Regions from separate parts of the Mus musculus genome. Here regions 1 and 3 are each linked to region 2. Evidence: chromatin contacts called from public HiChIP or PLAC-seq and promoter capture Hi-C data. All regions are on one chromosome and are shown on one strand. The core of a region is the stretch at or near the end of the contact, and the rest is flanking DNA. Distances in the headings are between cores, read along the strand shown. Region 1 holds the start of Fbln7 (fibulin 7). Region 2 has its middle 48 kb from the start of Il1b. Region 3 overlaps Fbln7 (fibulin 7).

What was found. Promoter capture Hi-C pulls out the DNA fragments that hold promoters and counts their contacts. HiChIP or PLAC-seq counts read pairs in DNA pulled down with a chosen protein or histone mark.
Region 1: a contact with region 2 is called in a promoter capture Hi-C map of embryonic stem cells, with 3 times the contacts expected there. The contact joins the promoter of Fbln7 here to the enhancer-like site in region 2. A contact is called at or near these places in 10 of 39 promoter capture datasets (the 3T3-L1 cell line, 3T3-L1-derived adipocytes, the C10 cell line and 6 more), 1 of 115 datasets of contacts at active chromatin or transcription factors (astrocytes) and 1 of 9 other capture datasets (embryonic stem cells).
Region 3: a contact with region 2 is called in an H3K27ac HiChIP or PLAC-seq map of embryonic stem cells, with 4 times the contacts expected there. The contact joins two enhancer-like sites. A contact is called at or near these places in 1 of 15 datasets of contacts at CTCF or cohesin (the NIH/3T3 cell line), 1 of 484 Hi-C or Micro-C datasets (pro-B cells), 2 of 115 datasets of contacts at active chromatin or transcription factors (both in embryonic stem cells) and 1 of 9 other capture datasets (embryonic stem cells).

What each region holds. Positions count from the first base shown.
Region 1 is chr2:128,861,453-128,865,182 of GRCm38.p6, reverse strand. It overlaps Fbln7 (fibulin 7), which reads right to left and starts at 1,251. Exons shown (of 8, transcript NM_024237.4): 1 at 1,036-1,251. The coding sequence starts at 1,110.
Region 2 is chr2:129,417,450-129,421,055 of GRCm38.p6, reverse strand. No RefSeq gene overlaps it. Among named protein-coding and RNA genes, the nearest start is that of Il1b, 48 kb to the right of the region's middle. Within about 2 kb of position 1,400, at least 7 of the 459 cell types and tissues checked have an H3K27ac peak or open chromatin away from gene starts, as enhancers often do. A contact at or near this core is called in embryonic stem cells, where this site is marked.
Region 3 is chr2:128,890,935-128,894,554 of GRCm38.p6, reverse strand. Fbln7 (fibulin 7) reads right to left here. Exons shown (of 8, transcript NM_024237.4): 5 at 1,972-2,112; 6 at 651-788. Among named protein-coding and RNA genes, the nearest start is that of Fbln7, 29 kb to the right of the region's middle. Within about 2 kb of position 2,039, at least 19 of the 459 cell types and tissues checked have an H3K27ac peak or open chromatin away from gene starts, as enhancers often do. A contact at or near this core is called in embryonic stem cells, where this site is marked.

The DNA of each region.
Region 1 (3,730 bases), core at 2-2,501, 560 kb after region 2:
GAATTTATACCACTTCTTCCTGACTGGGTGGTCTTAAAGAAGGATCTGGACACTCAGCAGGCACCCAGCCTCCCTGCACATCCTGCAGCTGTTTATGCTGCTGTTGGCATGGTTGAAGAAGCTGCTTCAGGACTCTCGTTGAGGGACCTCTGTCTGCTGACACGCGTTTGATGGAAGCTGACCTGAACCTGACAATACAAAGTCTCTCAAATACATTTTTATTTACAGTCTCAATTTTAAAAGTCAGTTTCCAATGGTTAATAAAATAATAATAATAATACTTATTGTTGTTGTTGTTGTTATTGTTATAAAATCTAGCCAAGCAAATAAATCCAGTGGGATTTGGAGACGTAAATGTCAAAAAAAAAAGAGAAAGAAAGAAAGGAAGGAAAGAAGGAAGGAAGGGAGGGAGGGAGGGGGAGCGAGGGAGAGAGAGAGAGAGAGAGAGAGAGAGAGAGAGAGAGAGAGAGAAAGAAGGAGAGAAGGAGAGAAGGAGAGAAAGAGAGAAAGGGAAAGGGAAAGAAAAGAAAAGAAAAGACCCTGCTGTTCATATGGGTGTGTAAGAAAATATAATTGCAACTCTGAGGCTTCGGGTGCTCAGGATAGGACCACCTGAGGATCCATCAGGCCACTGGTAAGAATTTCTGAGAGTGGTTAGGGTGTGGTGGCAGCAAGAATATTTCAGTTAGAAACGTAAATGTTGGGTTTGGAGAGCACGAACATTCTCTAACAGAATTGGGCGGCCAGGTGTTCTCACCAAGACCCACAAAAGACCAGTGTCTCAGAAATCCTTGGGTAACTTTCCCGGGCTGGCGATTCCCACGCGGAGCCACCTTCTCCCGTTGGGCTGCAGCAGCCCAGGTCGCCTGCAATGACAGATGGAGGACCCCGCTCCTCTCTCCATCAACCAAACCCCAGCCCTAGACTCCGCTCCAAGTCCCAACTCCAGCACAGGAGTGGAGCATGGCATGCCCTGGCCTCGGCGCTACCTCCTTGGGAAGCGGGACTCCAAGACGCACTGCGGGGGACACTGACCTGGAAAGCCCGCGCTCCGGGGCTGGCGAGGAGCAGCAAGAGGAGGAAAAGCGCGCGCTGTGAGCCCGGTCCCATCTTGCCACTCACAGCCTTGCTGCTGGGGAAGGCAGGTCGCTGTTCTCTGGCCGCAGTGCGCGGGTCCCTTGCAGCTTCCAAGGCCACTAGTCCGCAGCCGCCTGCACGGGACTGTCCCGACGACGCGGGGAGGCGCCAGCCCTGTGGCGGAGGCGAGAGAGGAGGAGCTGTGGAGCCTGGAATGCGCCTGGGAGCTCGCCCAATCCTCTGCTCTGGGAAAAGAACGGGTGCGACGCCTCGCGACCAAGGGTGGCCAGTGTCCACCCTGGGCTGCCCCACTGTCCGCAGTCCCCACTGCCCGCCGGGAGAGACCTAGGCCCCTGCCAACTACACGCGGCTGATTGATGAGCCAAATTTAGGACTGTCCCACTTCAAAGCCCACATAAGGACATCTTCCTCTAGGACAACAGAGAACAGGGTTAGTATGGCAGAAAGATGGCCTTCATAAATTGGACCAGGTTAGACCGTCTCTTCTTAAACCGTGGGCCGAAAAAAATGGGAGCTGAGTTACTGATTTTAGCAAATGGTGAGGCACGAAACCAAAAATTAATTCAAAATCAAATATAATGAATCCAAGGTATCCTTGGTCTCCATAACTGCTACTGGTCAGATGTCCAGGGGCACCACGGGAATGATCACACACGCACACACACACACACACACACACACACACACACCTAGGACACTTGGCTCAGATCTCAGACTAACTTATGTTACGAAATGAAGTGGTTTTACTGTACACGCTAAGTTTTTTGCTACTTTGTACTACTTACTTATATGAGGTGGTGTGCTCCGTGTGACAATTTTATAACCAAACAATCAATTTAGGGGGGGAAAAAAGTCAAAACTGCTTCTTATTCTTCAATATCAAATATTCAGCCAAGATTTAATTCTTCATGTAAAAATTAATAAAGCATATCAAATTTCCTTTAATTTTAATAAAGGATAAAATTATATTTATAGCAAATAATTACTTTAAAATAAATTTATGATTTATTACCAGTACGTGTTTGATCTGTACACTTCTTCATGTGCCTGAATTCCTAAGGTTGCAGAAATATTTCTCAGTGAAAAGAGACTGAGAGCAAGAAGTTTAAAGGGCTCTGAGTTAGACTAAGTCACCCTTTGGACAACTCTGCCAGTTTTTAAATCAATTCTCCCTAGGGCTTTTGGAAGGCGCGTGCTCAGTGACTAAGTTAAGAGGGCGCATGCTCAGTGACTAGGTTAGGAGGGCGCATGCTCAGTGACTAAGTAGGGCACATGCTCCGTGACGAAGAGTCTACAGCCTTCCTTCTAGTTTTCCGTCTGTTTCCCAAGGGTTTAAAGTAAAGGCCCAGCTACAGAACACGCCTGGGGTCTAGTTAGGTAACAGCCCTGTGACAGGCATGGAATTGAGGTTCCTGTACTCAGGCTATGAGTGAACCAGATGTCTCGGACCTCTCTACTCCTGGAAAACGTAATTTAGTTCTCCCTGCAAGGACATTTTGTGAAGCTCACTCTTCTGTATGGAATGGTTCTGAGCTGCTTTAGATGGAAAGCAGAAGGCAAGCCGAGAGTCCTCTCTTGGCCTGTTAGAGATGCTATAACAAAGTACTCCAGACTAGGCAGTGTACAAACAATACAATGTGTGCCGCGAGGCTCTGCAAGCTAGGTTCAAGATCAAGGCATCCACAGGCAGAACTGATGTCCGTAAAGTTTACTTCATCCTCACTTGTGGGAACAGACAGGAGATCGATAAGGATTCCGGCGTGGGGTGGTGGTGGTGGTGGTGGTGGGGGAGACAGGGTTTCTTTATGTAGCTCTGGCTGTACTGGAACTTGGTCTGTAGACCGGCTGCCCTTGAATTCAGAGATCCTCCTGCTTCTGCCTCCCAAGTGATAGGATTAAAGACATGTGCCACCAGCAGCAGCATGAGGTCTCTTTTGTAAGGACACTATAGTTATCTAATTCAGAAATATCCTAAGGTGACATCTCATCACACTACCATACTGAGGAAGGAGTTTAAAATATGACCATAGCCAGTTCCCTGGAAAGCATGGAGCACTGGGCACTGGGCATGGGACCTACCGGCCACCCAAGGATTGGCTATCCAACAAATACCACGGAGCTGTTTCCTCCCATCCATTGCATCGAGCAAAGTCCATGTCCTTGTGCTTTGAAAGTCTTGCTGAGAGACCCAGTCAGAACACTGCATGTCACTGTCCAGGTAGAGAGGAAAGGACAGCTGCCAAACCAGGGTAGCCCTTAGAGATGGTGGGTTTCTGTGTCAGTCTCCAATGTGTCTGCTGGCTATGAGAGAGCCACCCGTTTCCTGGCTGGGCTTGCCTCTCCTGTGAATGAAAGCTTTCATTCTATTCGGAGCGGCTATTTATTTTGACTTTTAATCTACCCCGTATTTACATGGCAACTTCCAAGCACTCTTAGCGGTTCTGGTTCCATAGTGGACACTAGAGGCTGGGCGGATGTGAGCAAGCCCTCTTTTTTCTCCTTTTACCCCTTCCCCAATCATAAAGCTGAGACACACCAGATTTCTAAGAGGAAGAGAATGAAACAATGTGGGAGCTAATCTCCTTTGTCAGCTTGACTGGGTTTGAAATCACGTAGGAGACACACCTCCTAG
Region 2 (3,606 bases), core at 151-2,650:
CCTCTCAGCAGTAGTGGCCGGCAGTCTTGGCAGAACAATAGACCTATCTAGGTCAGAAGACTCCACCCTAGGAGGTGCCAGAACAGGTCTGAGCCAGCCTGCTCAAAGCTGGGGGAGGCTACATTGAATAATGGACAGATATATTTAAAATTGTAAAAGACTAGATAATTACAAGAAAAACCACAGGCATTCTAGTCATTCTTAAGCAAGCTGGCTAACAGGGTCCCTTTCTCACTGGTACAGCTTTTAGAGGGTAGAGGAAATGTTTGCTTTATAGATCTTTTAAGTGTAGTAACTTAAGCTTTAAACATAATGTTAGCCATCATAATACTTGATACTTCTTAAATAGATATGAAAAAGGGACTCATCAGGGCCACTGCAGATAGCACCTGGGAGCTGAGTCTCTCCCTTCCATTCATGCTGGCATGAAGAGTGTCACCAATATTCACAAACAAGAGCATTTCACTAATAATGCCTTTACCCAAAGACATTCTCTTCAAAATTTTTAAGTGTTTTCTTATGATGGTTACTTTTCTCTGTGTATTTTGTTGGAGTTATGATCACAATAAGGTTAGGGAGATAGATGGAGAGACAGTGAGCAATAGCATGTAGATGGATGATGGAGAGACAGAGTGAGTGACAGCATGTAGATAGATGGAGAGACAGAGTGAGTGACAGCATGTAGATAGATGGAGAGACAGAGTGAGTGACAGCATGTAGATAGATGGAGAGACAGAGTGATAGCATGTAGATAGATGGAGAGACAGAGTGAGTGACAGCATGTAGATAGATGATGGAGAGACAGAGTGAGTGATAGCATGTAGATAGATGGAGAGACAGAGTGAGTGACAGCATGTAGGTATGGATTTAAGTATAACTTTTCATCAACACAATCTTTAACTTCCAAGACATTTGAAGGCTTGGGCCTATAAAATCTGACCTCTTTCGTCTTCCTGGCAATTATTAAGCTTTGAATACAATTATTTCAGAACTCACCTAGAAAATGTATCTAATGAGGTGAACACTGGAGCATATGGATTCCATCAGAGTAGGTCTAAAGCACCTGGTTTGTGGAGATTTCAGTGACCTCAGGGGGCCAGTTCAAAGGAAGCCTATCCAGCCTTAACATAAAGTACTCACCGGGGAAGAGCTGTTCTTAGATGTTGCCTTCATCCAAACCAGGAAAGCACATATAGACTGGACCTCAGCTTGCTGCTGCCATTTATTTAACAAAGTCTTAGAAAAGCAAGAAATTCAACAGTCTGTGATTTGTTGCCCAGGGAAGTTTAAGGGAACTCCCTCATGTCAGCACATTTTGTTCTTGCTCTGAACACCTGGAGTTAGCTGGTCAGGAGAGGCTGTGTATCCATGACCTTGGCTGATTTCTCTGGTTTGTGTTTCCATTTGCTAAGTAGGTCACTGGGTGTTGTCTTTTCTGGGAAGCAGCCCCCGCTCACAGACAGAGACTTCTTTTCCTTGGGCTGACCTCTGCTTTCCTCTTATTCCCACTCCATCCTCTGGGACCTGCAAAAGCATTCAAATGATCCCCAGTGTCTCGCTGTCCTCTTGAACAACCAACCAGTTCCACTGTTTGTGTACAAAGGACACAAGACCAGTGGCAGTTGGAAATATTGTTTGTGACTTTCTGTCCTCAAAGCAGAGCATCTCTCACTTCTCCGCCAAGCACAGTCCTTCTCTCCCAGACCGTATCCTTCTTTTAGTACAAATATACTCAGGCTCCTTTGTTCATAGGAACATTTGGAAATACAGTCACGCTCTTCTCCTCATAGAAACTTTCTGCAAGATATTCTGTCTCTTGCAGTGATTTTGACCACCAATGTCAGTGTCTGATTGTTGTTTCAATTTATACTTAAAAACTTGGAATCTACAGTGTCACATGGACAACAAAATGGTAAGAGGTTTCGGGGAAATATTAATACAAATGACATTCACATACTATGAACACCAGAAGTAGGGCCCTTGCTGAGGGGGAATTTGATTGGAAAGTTTCTGTGAGCAGACACCAGTTTGCAGCTGTGTGAAGTCGTGGTTCTTGCAAGAAGCACAAGATTGCAGGGTTAATTCCAACCGTGCCTGCCAAGTCTCAGGGCAGCCACTGATCATCACCTTCAGTGAGAATAATTTATAGTTCAATCTTACATGCAAGCACACTAAATTATCATCAAAATCCTCTCATTAATAAATTAGTCAAATTAACATTGGAGAATCATATTTGAAAAATCCAGTGACATATTACATTTATAATAAAGGCTCAGAAATATTGCTGGGAGCCTTGTGGTACAAAGGACTGTGATCAAATTGGACATTCATTAATAAATGAAGTGAAGAACCTGACCAAGGTGAAGGTTGAAGTTTTTAAAAGGTAAATAAAATGAGATAACAAGACACACAGAATTTTGCTTATTTCTTTGATCACCCCTCCTCACATGAGAGCCCAGATCCCTCGTTTGTCCACGTATCTTGAATAATTCACCACTCATAGACTTTCCAGTTCAATGCATTATAAAACAAACTCAGGCTGAGCTTCAATCATATTAGACTACAAGCTGAATTTTTCATGAAAAAAATATTTAAAACAAAAATGCATCTTGGGCCCAACAAAACAAGCCATGGCGAGAGTTCAGTGAGGAGCATCAACTGAGATGCTGCTTCAGCTGGGGGAAGCTAAAGGGATCCTGTTAGATGTGCATCAACCACAATCTTAGCAGTTGCACAGTAACTGTAACAATAGTAACAGCATTCAGTGACTGTAACAATAGTAACAGCATCCCACTGGAGCTCAGCACTGCCTAGAGAGAGAGGTGCTAGGCTTTGCTCTGGTTCTTTAGTTGTGAAAGCAATGGGAGAGCTGAACCAGGATGAAGCTTGGCCTGACTCTGGGAATTCTCTCTGCCCCACCCATTCAGTTGGATTTCTCTGCCTTCCTCCCTCCTCTTATCCCTTGCTCCTGTGGGAAAATGAAAACACTCAGATGCTGACACGGCTTTTCTGAGAGTAGTGTCTTGTCGGGTCCAATCTTCCAAGTGCTGCTGCTGACTGTAACAGGTTCTCAGACCTTAGTAGGCCCCAGACCTTAAAACAACTGATCCCATGATGGAAATGCCATTCAGGCTGTAAAACTCAGCATGTAGACAGCACCACCTGCCAAAACGAAAACAAAGTCCTAATCCATCAAATGCCATTGGAAGCTTTTCAGGTTCTGTAGTTCTGCTTCAGGCTAACTGCTCTTGTTAAATGAAGTATGTCAGCCCAGGACATGGTTTTTGTGATTAAAAGCTCACCCTGAGAAAAGCTTGGTGCTACACTGGGGTCTCAAACACCCAGTATAGTCACAGGCTGGCTAATAAAGACTTTCTATCGGTTTAAACTCATGTCTGAGCAGTCTCCTCTGGTGAATGCCCCTCAACATTGACCCTTTGACATAAAAGTCCCTCTTCTTATGGAAAGACAGCAACATTAATTGACAAGCTACACGTCATTTTAAACCTCATTTTAAATTTTAAGCCATATTTCTATGTTGGAATTTGACTTAGTAATTAACAAATAATGAAACATAAAGGTTTTCAATGGATTTTATACACAGAA
Region 3 (3,620 bases), core at 790-3,289, 530 kb after region 2:
TCGACTGGTCTGGACTATCTGCCCAGGCTCCCAGGCCCTCTTGTTTGCAGGACTCTGGCATTTACTAGAGTTTGGCAAATAGAACAGTGGTCTCTCTTTTTAGCCTGGGTGCAGTTCAGTGGGTAAATGAACCCTTCCAGTCACAACTAGTCAGGCCCTTATGAGCCGTGAGCCTGGTGGCTCTGCTTCTCTGGTGTCCTCAAACAGCCACCACACATGGTCATGGCGGCAGAGCCTGTAAGGTAACTTTCCCATCAAAGGACACTAGATCGTGGACACACAGGGCCATGAAACCTCCTAGGTTCCTTCAGATTCTAATAAAGTGGAGTCTGGCTAGCTCCTTGGTCTGTGGGTTCAGGTCTGGCTGAAGGCATTGCTGAAGAATAGGAAGCGTCACTCACATGAGGTCAGAAGGCACTGAGTGATCAACCAACCTGTTTGTGTAGAATATGTAGCCTGGTCTTCGGAAGACCTGTTTGTTAATTTCCTTTTTAGGATCAAATGTGTCCTCAGATCTTTGATTCTCTTAACCTCATCATTCTTGAATGGGGACCGGGGATGAGAGCAGGGGTCACAGCGGCAGCAGGTGACCAGGTGTGGAGGGTGACCTCTAGCCTCATGGTCACCTGCCTCTACCTAGTCTCACTCACCCTCACAGCTCTTCCCATCAGCCAGGATCCGGTATCCACTCGGGCAGGTACATCGGTAGGAACCAGGGGTGTTCACACAGGCATGCATGCAGAGCCGGGGGCGTCCTTTCTGCCCATAGATCTCACACTCATTCACATCTGGGGACAAAAGCGCCCATGATTCCAGGAGGCTACACAGCCTTTGTCAACCAGACTCATTGGCAGCTGTGACTGAGTGGCTGGACACAGCAATGAGCAGAGGACCCCTCTACCCAGTCTAGGACCAAGAGGGCTAAAAGGAGGAGCTGACATGGAAAACCCCAGAGGGGATTCTCGGTGTAAATGGGGAAACTCTACAAAGGTTAGTGAGTCTGGTACCCGGCTCAGAGACTAGAACCAGATTCAGACCCCCATCTTAGCTCTCCTCATCTTCAGCAATGGAGAAACAGTGAGAGAGCCCTGCAGCCTATGGGGCGCTGCAGACCTGTGATCTCAGCACTTAAGAGGCCGAAGCAGGGATCTCCACCTGAGGCCAGCCTGGCCTGTATATTGAGATGCCTCTTTAAAAGGGGGTGGGGAGTGTTTTTATTTCTGATGCTGTGAAATGAACTTCTTAGCACCAACTGGCCAGATCTCAGGATGGAACTGCTCTGTAGTCAGCTAAACTGAGAGAAGGAGGCTGTGCCCATATCCATGGCCCTGGCTGCCATAAATGATCTGAGCCCCTCTCTTGCCACCAGCTCATAGGGTTTTTGCCAGAGGTATGGTGTGTGTGTGTGTGTGTGTGTGTGTGTGTGTGCACATGACAGGGCAAAAGGCTCCTCTTGGGCATAGTAGCTCCAAGCTATGTCAGAAGACAAGCCTGTCGCCCTGGCTGCTTTCTTCTCACCCTCCCCCATGAGTAGCAGACGATGACCTTGAATTCCTGATCCTCCTGTCTTCATCTCCCAAGTGTTGTTGGGATTACATCCATATCACTCCAGGTTTAAACGATGATGGGATTGGACTAATGTGCATGCTAGAGACTGGATGCATACCCTCAACACTCCATGTGTTGTCTATAACGTCTCAGAGAAGGCCCTGGTGCACCTTACAAGAGCCCAACTGTAGGAAGATGGTCGAACAGATAGATACTTTTTTCTCCAGAACACCTCTGAAGTCTACCTGTTCATTTCGATCATCCGGGTAACCCTTACCTAAAAGGCAAATCACAGGTCTCACTGAGACCACGCCCAGAAAGGCCCTTTTGTCCCAACCTCGCGCTCTGTCCCAGGACTGGGGTCTCCTCCCACGGGTGTGGTCCCGCTCCCCCCCCCCCCCCCCCCCCGTAGCCCGAGCCTACCCTGGCAGACGCTGTGGCCGCCCGTGGTGCTGCTCAGGTGGAATCCCGCCTCGCAGCTGCAATGCTGTTCCCGCTCCACCTGCGCGCAGCGGGGTGCGCGGCTGAAGGCGGGGTCACCGGCCTCGCCGCCATCTGGGGCCGCTGCGGGAAGAGGACAGGCTCGCCTCAGCACCCGACCCCTGGCACCTGCCGTGCGCCCCACAACCCGCGAAACCCTATCTCCCAGGGCGTACTCTACAGCAGGGAAGGAATGTCAAGTGATTAACTTACACCGAGCGACTGCGACCGGGACCGGATCCATGAGATTGGAATGTAAAGGCAGAACAGTCAGGCATATTGCAGTGTCAAGTCTGAGGTTCATTTTGAGAATCTTGTACAACGCCCACAATGCAGTGAGCATTAGAGTTTAAAACTCTGAGCCTCCACTTTTTCGATTCGGGATGCAAGCACGTGCTTGTGTGTGTGTGTGTGTGTGTGTGTGTGTGTGTGTGTGTGTGTGTGTGTGTATACAAGCTTCAATGTCTTCAAGGTAGTTGTTATTACAGTTTTTATGTCTTTGCAAAACCAGAAATTAGTTTCCCAAACACAGTAAAAATAAGGTAAACGGATTAAAAGCAAACAAACAAACAAAATCATAATCCTGGCTATCCTGGAACTCACTGTGTAGACCAGACAACCAGATGGGCCTCTACCTTACTTTGCTTTCCGAGTGCTGGGATTAAAGAATATTTTTATTTTATTTATTTATTTATTTTTATTATTATTTTTTTATGAGACAGGGTTTCTGTGTGTAGCCTTGGGCTGGCCTGGAACTCACTCTGTAGACCAGGCTGGCCTGGAACTTGGGGATCCACCTGCCTCTGCCTCCTAAGTGCTGGGTTTAAAGGTGTACACCACCACAGCCTGATGGGTTTTTAAAAAGGTTTTGTGTGTGCCTGAATATATGTATGTATGTATGTATGTATGTATGTATGTATGTATGTATATGTATAGCCTGATGTATATGTATAGCCTGATGCCCTTGGAGGCCAAGAGAGGATTTCTTTGTCTCCCTGGAACTGGAGAGTTAAAGGTGACCTTGAGCGACCTTGTGGTTGCTGGGAACCCTTGCCTACCTCTGCAAGAACAGTAAGTGCTCTTAACCTCTGAGCATCTCTCCAGCTCTGGTTAATGGATTAAAAAAATAATAATAATAATTCTTGTAGTGATTCTCAAGGCCAAGGCAGGATCACTTGAATCCAGTTCAAGGCCAGCCTGAGGCAGCAAAGCCAGCCTCAGTCTTAAAATAATAATAGTGAGGACTGAAGAGGCAGCTCAGTGGTTAAGAGCCAGAACTACTGTTTCAAAGGACTTGAATTTGAGTCTGAGCACCAACATCCAGATGCTCATAAATGCCTATAACTCCACTTCCAGGGGATCAGAAGCCCCCTTGTGGCTTCCACAGGTACTGCAGTCAAGTGCACAAATACACACACACACACACACACACACACACACAATTAGAAAAAAATATTGGAAGAGGCTTACAGGATACTGGGAGAGAGGCATTATCCAGCTAATGGGGAAAAAGGTTCTAGGTAAGCCGGCTGGGACATTTCTTAGTGCGTACCTGTTCACTCCTTACTTCCATTCCTAGAGAAGACTCCAGT